2 separate regions of the Mus musculus genome follow, and region 1 is linked to region 2. Evidence: chromatin contacts called from public ChIA-PET data. All regions are on one chromosome and are shown on one strand. Each heading gives the region's core, a stretch centred on a gene start, on an enhancer-like site or on the middle of the called end of the contact. The rest is flanking DNA. Distances are from core to core; before and after follow the strand shown. Region 1 has its middle 11 kb from the start of Gm33309. Region 2 has its middle 15 kb from the start of Gm40109.

The links. ChIA-PET counts read pairs in DNA pulled down with a chosen protein or histone mark.
Region 1: a contact with region 2 is called in an RNA polymerase II ChIA-PET map of memory CD8 T cells, with 10 read pairs. The contact joins two enhancer-like sites. A contact is called at or near these places in 4 of 484 Hi-C or Micro-C datasets (the G1E-ER4 cell line, the HL-1 cell line, bone marrow-derived macrophages and 1 more), 4 of 115 datasets of contacts at active chromatin or transcription factors (double positive thymocytes, memory CD8 T cells, pancreatic cancer cells and 1 more) and 1 of 9 other capture datasets (embryonic stem cells).

What each region holds. Positions count from the first base shown.
Region 1 is chr3:101,745,870-101,750,911 of GRCm38.p6, forward strand. No RefSeq gene overlaps it. Among named protein-coding and RNA genes, the nearest start is that of Gm33309, 11 kb to the left of the region's middle. Within about 2 kb of position 2,557, at least 29 of the 459 cell types and tissues checked have an H3K27ac peak or open chromatin away from gene starts, as enhancers often do. A contact at or near this core is called in memory CD8 T cells, where this site is marked.
Region 2 is chr3:101,490,427-101,495,357 of GRCm38.p6, forward strand. No RefSeq gene overlaps it. Among named protein-coding and RNA genes, the nearest start is that of Gm40109, 15 kb to the right of the region's middle. Within about 2 kb of position 3,620, at least 63 of the 459 cell types and tissues checked have an H3K27ac peak or open chromatin away from gene starts, as enhancers often do. A contact at or near this core is called in memory CD8 T cells, where this site is marked.

The sequences.
Region 1 (5,042 bases), core at 1,307-3,806, 250 kb after region 2:
GTGAGAGAGGCCAGCCTGAGAATCCCTGCCCTCAGCAGATCCTTCAGGACTGGCTACACTGTAGCTATTTCAACAAGGTGACTGTGTGACATGATGATTTAAAATGCATTATTAGCAGCAGAGGGAAGGTGAGAGGGTCCTGGTTCTAGCAACTGACACCAAAGTGCTGCTCACCTTGGTCTGCTCAGTCACCTGTAACAAAACCATTGCCCTTCAGGATCTGTGGGGTGTTGGTTTCAGGGCCCTCCTTGGGTATCGTGGTTACCAAGTCCCTTAGCGCAAACAGCGAAGGGTTGTAGTGCTGCTGGCTCAGTGGTTAAAACTGTCTGTGTTGTTCTTGCAGAGGACCCAAGTTCTGTTTCCTGCTTCTACACCAGGCAGCTCACAACCACCTATAACTCCAGGGGAATCTAATACCTCTATTCTCATGGGCACCTGCACACATATGCTCTCTCATAAGCACACACACATACACACACACACACACACACACACACACACACACACACACACACACAAAATAAAATAAATCTATTTTTTAAAACCTCAGTATTAGGCTAGAGAGATGGCTCAGGGGTGGTGAGGACTGATTGATTCTTCCAGAGGACCCAGGTTCCCAGCACCCAGCCAGCAGCTAACAACTGTATATATTTACTGTATGTATGTATATACATGTATATCCAGTTCCAGAGCATCCAAAGGCCTCTTCTCACCTTCTAGGCACTGCGCATGTGTGATGAAAATACATTCATGAAACAAAATGCGCTTACACATAAAAATAAAAGTAAATAAATGTAAAACAGTCAGCATGATATATATATATATATCCCACACATGCCTGTATAATTTAAACATTTTCTAGATTATTTCTAATACCTAAAATAATGCAAATGCTGTGCAAATAGTTGTTTCATGCTACATTTAGGGAACTTTGATAAAAGAAATGTTTACACACACACACACACACACACACACACACACACACATATATATGTTCAATATATATGAAAAACTTCCCCCAAATATTCTTGATTTGGAGTTGGTTAAATTTACCAACTAGAGGGCTGACAAGGTGGCTCAGTGTTTAAGAGCACTGACTGCTCTTCTAGAGGTCCTAAGTTTAATTTCCAGCAACCATATGGTGGCTCACAACCATTTGTAATGGGATCTGATGCCCTCTTCTGGTATGTGTCAAGACATAGCATATATATACACACAAACATACATACATAACACACACGCATATATATATATATATATATATATATATATATATATATATCATACATACAGTAAATATATACTTACTAACTAGAACCTGTAGATGCATAAAGCTAGCTAGACCACACACTGAGTGGCTTCAACACCAGGCATTTATTCTCACATTTCTCAAGCCTGGGAAATGTAAGATCAAGGTGCAGGCAAATCCATTTCCTGGCTGGGCTCTTTTCCTGGCGATCTCCATATCCTTACAGACAGAAAGGGAGGAAGCCAACTTTCTGTCCACTATTAGAAGACCCTCCGACCAGTATGATAGAGCCATACCATGCTGGCCACATGTAACTTTACTCACCCCCTGCAAGACCTCTCCAAATGTGTCATATGGGTCAAGGTCAACAAGTTCTGTTTCCTACTTCTACACCAGGTGGCTTACAACCACCTATAACTTCAGCCACATGGGGATCTGACACATCTATTCTCATAGACACCTGCATGAATATGCTCTCTCATATGTGTACACACACATATATACACACAATTAAAAAATAAAATAAATCTATTTTTTTATTTAGCAATAAGTTTGAGGTCACAAAGAAGGAGACTACTATTCCAACTAAAGTCTGGACATGGCAAACTTACTGTCTTGACCAAGAGGGTTTGCTGGGAAAGACAGAACACACACACACAGAGGAACTGCATTTGTCTTTTATTTTAAGTCAGGTGGTGGCTGTGTCGTTTCACCATTGGTTAGGGTATCATCCCACAGTCTTGATTTAATTGGCTTGTCAGAAGACTGATGCACAGAAGTGAGGAGAGGAGAAAGGAGTCACTGATTTCGTGGTGGCATTATCTGGTTGGTTTGACAACACCCAAGTGGTGTGCTCATCGCAGTGTCTTCTCTCGTCTACAGGTCATGCCATGAAGTAGGGAGACCCTGAGGGAGAAGCAAGATGAACCAGGCTGACACATGTCTTTGTGGAAGTCAGAGTCCACTGGGGACAAAGAGCCCACCCTGGAGAGAATGCAACTGATTCACAAAGCTGTGTGCTTGGCTTCCTCATGCACATCACAGGTTATCCATTTAGGATCTGGGTGGGTGGCTCAGGATGCAGTGATGGAGAAATGTTTGTCACATGTAAAGGCCTGGATCACCTGGTGGGCAAATAGAGAGCAAAAAGCACAGGGTTTGGTCAACATTGCCAACAGGCCAAGGATAACCACAGACAAGCCTCTAATCCCCTTTGTTCCTTGATCTAACCGAGAGAGTGCCAAGGTCTCCACCCTTGCTCTCCTTCCTGCCCCACCCACCTACTGTGCCGCAGCCTTTTTCTAACAGCAGTGGGTAGCAACGCCCTTCAAAAACTCAGGGGACATTCTTCCTTTGTCAGAGTGTCACGCTCATACCAGCTTAGGTTGTCCCCATTTAAGACTTTATTCTTCTAGTTGTGAGTCACTGCTGCCATCCTGTCTGTCTTATTCCTGCTGGGAAAGAAGAGTAGGGGAGCGGTGGAACACCGAGGCTGAGAGGAATGCCAGAGGCTGAGGTGGTTCCTTGTGGAGCTAGGGAACATGGGGCAAGGCAGTTACAAGACAGCTCTACTGCCATGGGCAGAGGAAGGAATCACTCCTATAGAGTGGAAGGGACCAGATTGCTGATCCTCGTATTCTGGCGAGGTTACCCATCTCTGTGAGCCTCAGCTTCCTCACTGGTATAAAAAGTCCCCGGTTCTTTGAAAGAATAAGAGAAATGACTCCATTGCAAGCTAGGCAGTGCCTGGCACATTGGGGTAACCCCCACCCCACACCTCTTCCTTCTCTCCTTCCACCTTTGTATATGTTACTTTTCTTGATACTAAGACCAATCATCACCCAAAAAAAGCACTGTAAGGGGAGAAGGGCTTATTGGGGTTCACAGTTTGAAGGGTCACAGCCCATCATGGTGAGGAAGGCATGCAGAAGAAGGCAGTTGCTCACACAGCATCTGCAGGCAAGACACAGAGAGAGGTGGGGTGCTGCTACTCAGTTCCCTTTCCCTTTTTAGGGACCCCACCCCCACAGGATGGTGCCATCCTCTCTGTTACCTCTTTCTGGGAGCATGTTCATAGACTTGGAGATGTGTTTCCATGGTGATTCTAAATCCTGTCAAGTTGACAATGAAGATTAACCATCCTGCTTCTCCTAAAAGGAGAATGAGTGTCTCTAAACAAGCAAGTATCCTCAAACAGGCTGGGCAAAGTGCCACCATGCCACCACCATGTCACCACCATGCACACAAACACCATGCACCCAGAGGGGAACAGGGACAAGTGGGAGAGAACTTGGGCGACCCCTGTATGAAGGGTGGGGAAGGGGAGGGAACATACTCATCTATTCCACTCAACACTGTGCTTACAATGATTTATTCCACATCTCAGACTCAAGACAAGAATTTAAATCCCACTTAAAGGCAACTTTTCTCATGATTCAGCTCCATAATCATCATCAATATTTATCGGCTCAGGCCTGCTTCCAGACATCATAGATCTCCGTCAGTCTGGAAAGCCGAAGGATTAGAGGGGCCACTGAGAGAGAGGGGGGGGGAGGGAGGGAGGGAGGGAGAGGGAGAGAGAGAGAGAGAGAGAGAGAGAGAGAGAGAGAGAGAGAGAGAGAGAGAGAGAGAGAGAGAGACTCCAGGCTCCCAAGGGACAGCTACAGCAAAGGGAGCAGCAAGCCCTGTGCACTAGGTCTAGCAAGGGCCCGGCGACATTCAGAACATGAGGACATTTAGATTCAATGAAGGGAGATGATGTTTTGTTCTCAGTGAGAATGAGATACGCAAGAGGGAGTTGAGTGTGACCATAAAATGAATGCAGGAAAAGTTTCAGGCAAGTTCATGGTTGCCTGAGCTCTGGGAGAGGCACTATGACCCTCTGAGATTGCCTCGAGGAGGGTCACCTGACATGTTGCAGAAATCAAAAGAAGGAGAACCCTGTATCCTCAGGCCTTGGGTTCTGGCCCCATGACTGGCTAGTCATGTGACAATGGTTTGCCCTTGGTTCCTGCTCACGTTTGTGATTTTCCAGTGCTGTTAATCTGAGCTGGAGGAGGCATTCCCAGAGAAAAGGGCTTTTCAGCAGGAAAATGGGCTCTCAGGCAGCTGGGCTTTACTTGCCCCAAACCCCAAATATCTATACCTCCTCCAGCAGCAAATGCACAGGGAACATTTTCAATGAAGAGTTAATTGTGGTTTCCACCCTGAACAGCTTTGTGCATTTGTAATGGGACTTGGAAAAAGAAGCAGTAACAGTGTTAGAAATTCAATGGCTGAGCCCTGTGTGTGTGTGTGTGTGTGTGTGTGTGTGTGTGTGTATAGATTTTTTTCTAATGTTTTCGCCATATTGTGGGTTAGCATCACACACACACGAGATTTATTAGAGTGGTTTGCTGGCTAGTCCAACAGTGGCTATCTCCTGACTGAAAGGCAAAGAATATGGTAGTTGTTCAGTCCTGGAGGCTGGATGTCTCAGGAGTCCAAATCTGGCTCTGGAGTCGTGGAGAGCTGCTAGTCTTCTATGTTGGAATCCTGAAAAAGGTAGTTCTGAGATACGGGAGAGTGAAGGCAAGCAGGCAACCAAAAGCTTCCTTCCTCTATGTCCTTTTGTGTGAGCTACCACTAGAAGGTTTGGCCCAGATTTACAGTGGGCCCCTCTCCCTCAAGTAAGCCAATAAGCTAATCCAGAAAACAGGAGTCTCCAGCAGCTTGGGTTTTAGTGATTCCAGGTGTGGTCAAGCAGGCAGCCAAGATTAGTCATCAGAGTGCATGTCTTGTGTCCTATAAGGCC
Region 2 (4,931 bases), core at 2,370-4,869:
TGGGTGTACTGGATGCTCAGGCCAGAAGTCAGCCCACATCACTACCACAGGCAGCTGGGACATCTTTCTGTGGCTGGGTACACTGAGGCGAGCTGTGCTGGCGAGCCAAGCTGTGCTGCTGAGCCTCTTTTGTGCCACTTCTATTTTCACCCACTTCAGGTAACTGGTGAGGTATGATTACAAAAGGAAAAGAGGCATTGTTTCTGGAAAAAAAAATGAGCTGACAGCTTCACAAAGACTTACTAGTGGAGAGATGCCAAAAAGATTATTGTCGCATGGGGCGTAGGCAAGACGACGAGAAAGATGAAGGGAGCCAGCACACCTTAAGACGCTCCCAGGCTGAAGTCGTGCACCCTCCATGTTTTCACCCCCTCTATTTCACCTCCTCTACAAAAGCTAAATCAGAAATGGCACACAGGCTCAGGGAGTGATATTATATGAGAAGAGAGATGCCGCAAGCCCCCTAAAAGAGACTTGCTCACAGTGAAGATCTGGGCTCTGTGTTGTGATCTTGGTAAAGAGATGGGAATCTAAATCCTAAAGAAAAAAAAAGAAATAGAAAATTGTGCAGAATATGCAACCAGTTATTCTGTTGAATTCTTTGTGACTCTGGCCAACTCAGCCTTTGGACTCAGTTTTATTATCTGTAAAATGGGAAACTCACCAAAATGTGTTCTTAGAGGTTTCTCTTTATGTTCTCTTTCCCCTTCCCGTTCTCCTTCCCCTTCTGTTTTTCCCTCCTCCCTCCTCCCTCCTCCCTCTTCCTCTTCCTCCTCCTCCTCTTCCTCCTCCTCCTCTTCCAGGCTAGCAAACCCAGCCACAGTACTGCCAGGGAAGGCAGGGTCATCTTCCCACCATGGAAAGCCCTGCCTGGTATGCCCACACTGCTTGGCTCTCCATGTGGCAAACATTCTACACCGCCTCTGTGTGTGGTTGGAGGGGGAAGAGACTGGGTGTACCTCTGAAGGCCTCTTCCTTCAGGAAGGGATGAAATCATACACTCCAGCTCAGAAAGGCCAGCAGAGGCCTCTGCTAGGAGTGAGTTCAGGGTGGAAAAGAAGTGGACTTGCTGGGAAGCTTGGGCTCAGCCTTCTGCTATGTCGCCAGCGGACAGCCTCGGGTACGTTTCTTAGGTTGGCTCAATGTCATCTGGAGAAACATGGATGCCCAGCAGACAGTGGAATTGTGTCAAACAGGAACAGCAAAACACCATCAACTGGTAAAGCCCTGAATGCAGCTAACCTCAGGGCTATCCAAGTGTAGCAGCAATACCCACTTAAACGACACTCACATCTCCCTTCCACCATGGGCAGGGACTGTGGTTCTACAGTGCACTTTTGGGCTACTGTGTATCACTAGCCCAGAAAAGAACAAAACGCTGGATACCAGTTTCCACTCATACCACGGTGAGAGGAAAGTCCTGGGCTGAATCATCATAAGCTAGGGACCATGTCAAGGAAGTTCCTTCCCCTCTCCCACTCTGTCTACTCCCTGTCTACAAAACTGAGTTATGCCCCGCACTAGAGGTGCAAGAGCGAGTAGAAGCAGATGCAGCAACTCTCTGAGGACATCGGGGACCTCATGGCCTGGTAGGATGGACTGTGGTCATCAACTAAATGAGTGCAGGCTTCTAAGTCTAAGGTGAGGACAGGCCTGGAGTCCCAGCGTGGCTGTTGGGGAACTGAGCTGGGCTGTGAGGCCCGTGGGATCCACAATTGTGAGGTGGTGGCTAAACAGAGCCTCAGGTCAGAAGAGCAGGTACCAGCTAAGAGGGCAGGAGGGAGGGGAGGGGAGAGGTGGTGGAGGAGATGTTTCCTGGCCAAGGATAGGACTAATAAAGCCTCAGTAGATGGGGACAAGAGTGTCACAAGAACTAGAAGACTGACAGGCAAATACTGGAAGAATGTGGAGTAGGAGAGGGCTGAAGGTTCTGGAGAAAGGGCCTGGGAGCCTTTTGGCTTTGTTAAAGAGATGGGCCTTCAGTCTCCTAGGAATGCATGGTTACTCCCACAGGGGAGTAACAGTAAGTGATGGTTGAGATCAAGTGAGTCAATTAACATTTAACCTCTCAAATAGCTCAACGGGATAAGCTGTTCAATGCATAGGGCACAGCAGTGGACACATGGGCAGACGAAGGGGCGACAAGGGGCAACCTGGAAGGCGAAATGCTCAGAGTTCAGACCTAGACCCCATGTCAAAGCCTCCCTTGGAGGACCTCAGAGCACCAGACAGGCAACAACAGAAAGCGCTCAAGGCAGATGTTCAACAGAAAGCAAAGGGAGCCTGTGTGTCTACCACAAGCCATTGCCTTCCTTCAAATTCGTTATGGACAGAAAGGGAAACCTAGTAACTGGGAACTCCTTTCTGAGTCGGCCACACACGACCTGACACAAGTCCGCTCTTCAACAGGGGAGATTTTCAGGTCCAGAGCTGGGATTCAGAGCGACCTGGGGCATTGAGAGAGATGTGGTCCGACTGCTGCTGCTTTCTGGGTTAAATCCAGGCCTCCCTGGCCATAGCACTTAGACACATTGATCTGATGCTTGATGTTAGGCCATGGGCAAGCTGCTCAGAGCTTTGGACTCTGAGTCACATCTGAAAATTGGGAACCGTGGTGCCTGTGTCAGCACATGGGGGTTCAGCACAGCACCTGCCCCCCCCCCCCCAACCCCAGGCCAGTAGCTCTCATACAGATGATTCTCTGTGATTAAGTGCGAGGCAATCAGCAACAGGAAGTTGTGAACATTGGTCCTACAGAGTCCTTGCCTGTCAGATGAGACAGCAGCTCCTGGGCCTCGGCTACCGCTTCTGACTACTGCTGAGCACAGGGACTCAAAACAAGCGTCACCTGCTGCTTTCAGCCACGCTGACAATCCCAGTGTATACAACGTTGATAAACAATTAAAATAGTGTAGCATGGCAGCTTGGGTGGTGGTGGGTCACACCAGTTATCCCAGTACAAAGACGTAGAGGCAGGAAGATAGGGAGTTTGAAACCAGTCGAAGGCACCTAGCAAGACCCTATCTCAAACATCACCCTCTGCAGAATTGAGGACAGTAAGGTGTATCAGCAAGTTAAAGGCACTTGGCACCAAGCCTGAAGTTGATCCCTGGGACTGACTGCTTCAGGTTGTCCTCTGTCCTCCACACAAGCATGGTAGCAAACATGCATAGCCCCCAACACAAAATAAATATATAAAAGGCAATAAAAATATATTTTTCGATCTCCATAAAAATTAACCACCCCAAACTGACAACACAAAATACTTCCGGAAACAGAGCTTAGCTGGAGGCAACTGAGACAGCTTCCCATATGTCAAGTTGTTGTGGAAGGTCAAATCTGTCTGCAGACTGAACTCCAGAGCCTATGAAAGGCCACGGAGTCAGAACTGAAGGGAAAACCTGCAAACAGGCAATGCCCAATGGTAGTGTAGTTAGGCTTTGCATAACAGCCTCTTCAGGGAGCTCTGAAGAGAGCAACACCTTTTAAGTCTACTGTACTAGATGAGTTCCTTAAAGTCAAAAGACCTAGAAAAACAGTGTCCCTGTTGTCTACAGAGCCCATGGCAAGGGAGGCAATACCAGAAATGGACACTAGAGGGCTCTCTCACACAAGTGATGTGACAGCCGTTCAGGTTCTTGAGCAGCTCCTTGGCAAGCTGAGAAAGGTCTGTCCAAGCCTGGGTGGGAAGACTGCCGCGGCTTGAGCAGTCATGTGATTAACTGTTAGAGATTTACAGAAGCCACACATGGCTTGTGGTGGGCAGACTTCTGTGAGCTAGCCGCCTTTCCTATGCACAGAAAGCTCCTGGTGACATTGTCTGCTCTTTGAGATTACTCCTGAGTATCTACATCATGTACAGTTGCTTCCCGGCCCCTGTCTTCTCACAGTCAACACCGCCAGCTGCTGCCACTCTGCGGCTGGGCAGATGAGAAGCACATTCAGGCTCCAGCAACAGCTGCAGTTGTTCAGTTGTTCAGCCCTCTTCGGAGCGCTGGTGGCTGGGTTTGGTTTCCGGTTTTGCCTCTTGCTGTCTGTGTCACCTTGGGCGAGCCATCTCCTTTCTGGGCCTCAGTTTCTTCATCTGTAGAACAGTTGGTACTAATCTCAAAATGACTTCCAGTAAAAATGGAGTTGATTGGTGTCTTAGTCAGGGTTACTATTGCTATGATGAAACTCCATAACCAAAAGCAAGCTGGGGAGGAAAGGGTTTATTTGGCTTACACCTCCACATCACCATTCATCACTGAAGAATTCAGTATAGCACCTCAGACAGGGCAGGAGCCTGGAGGCCGGAGCTGATACAGAGGCAGTGCTGCTCACTGGCTTGCTCCCCATGGCTTGCTCAGCCTGCTTTCTTGTGGAACCCAGGACCACCAGGCCAGGAATGACACCACCCACAATGGGCTGAGCCTTCTCCCATTGATCAATAGCTAAGACAACGCCCTACATGCTTGGCTACAGCCCAATCTTATAAAGACGTTGTCTCAATTGCGGCTCCATGCCCTCTGATAACTAGTTCGTGTCAAGTTGGCATAAAACTACCCAGCACGAATGGGAAACACCTCTAAACAGTAATACTTTGAGTTAGTCACATTATTACTCGGAGCAGGGCTTGGCAAACATTTTCTATAAAGGGCCAGAGAGTGAATGACCTGACAATATAGAAACAGACTAGTGTGGCTGTGTTTCAATAAAACTTTATTTTAGTACAATGGACAACTTCATGGGCAGTGAGTTGTGAGATGTGTTTGGCTTAGGGGTTTTGTTTCACCAACTCTCACTGCCTGCTTTAGAAAGGTCTGTGAGCCTTCGGTGGATTCTTTGTCTAAAAGGCAATAAGAAAAACAACAGCTGTGCCTGGTGTGTGTGGTGTGTTTATAATCTCAGCTACTTGAAAAGCTGAGCCAGCCTGGTGTGATGGTGCACAC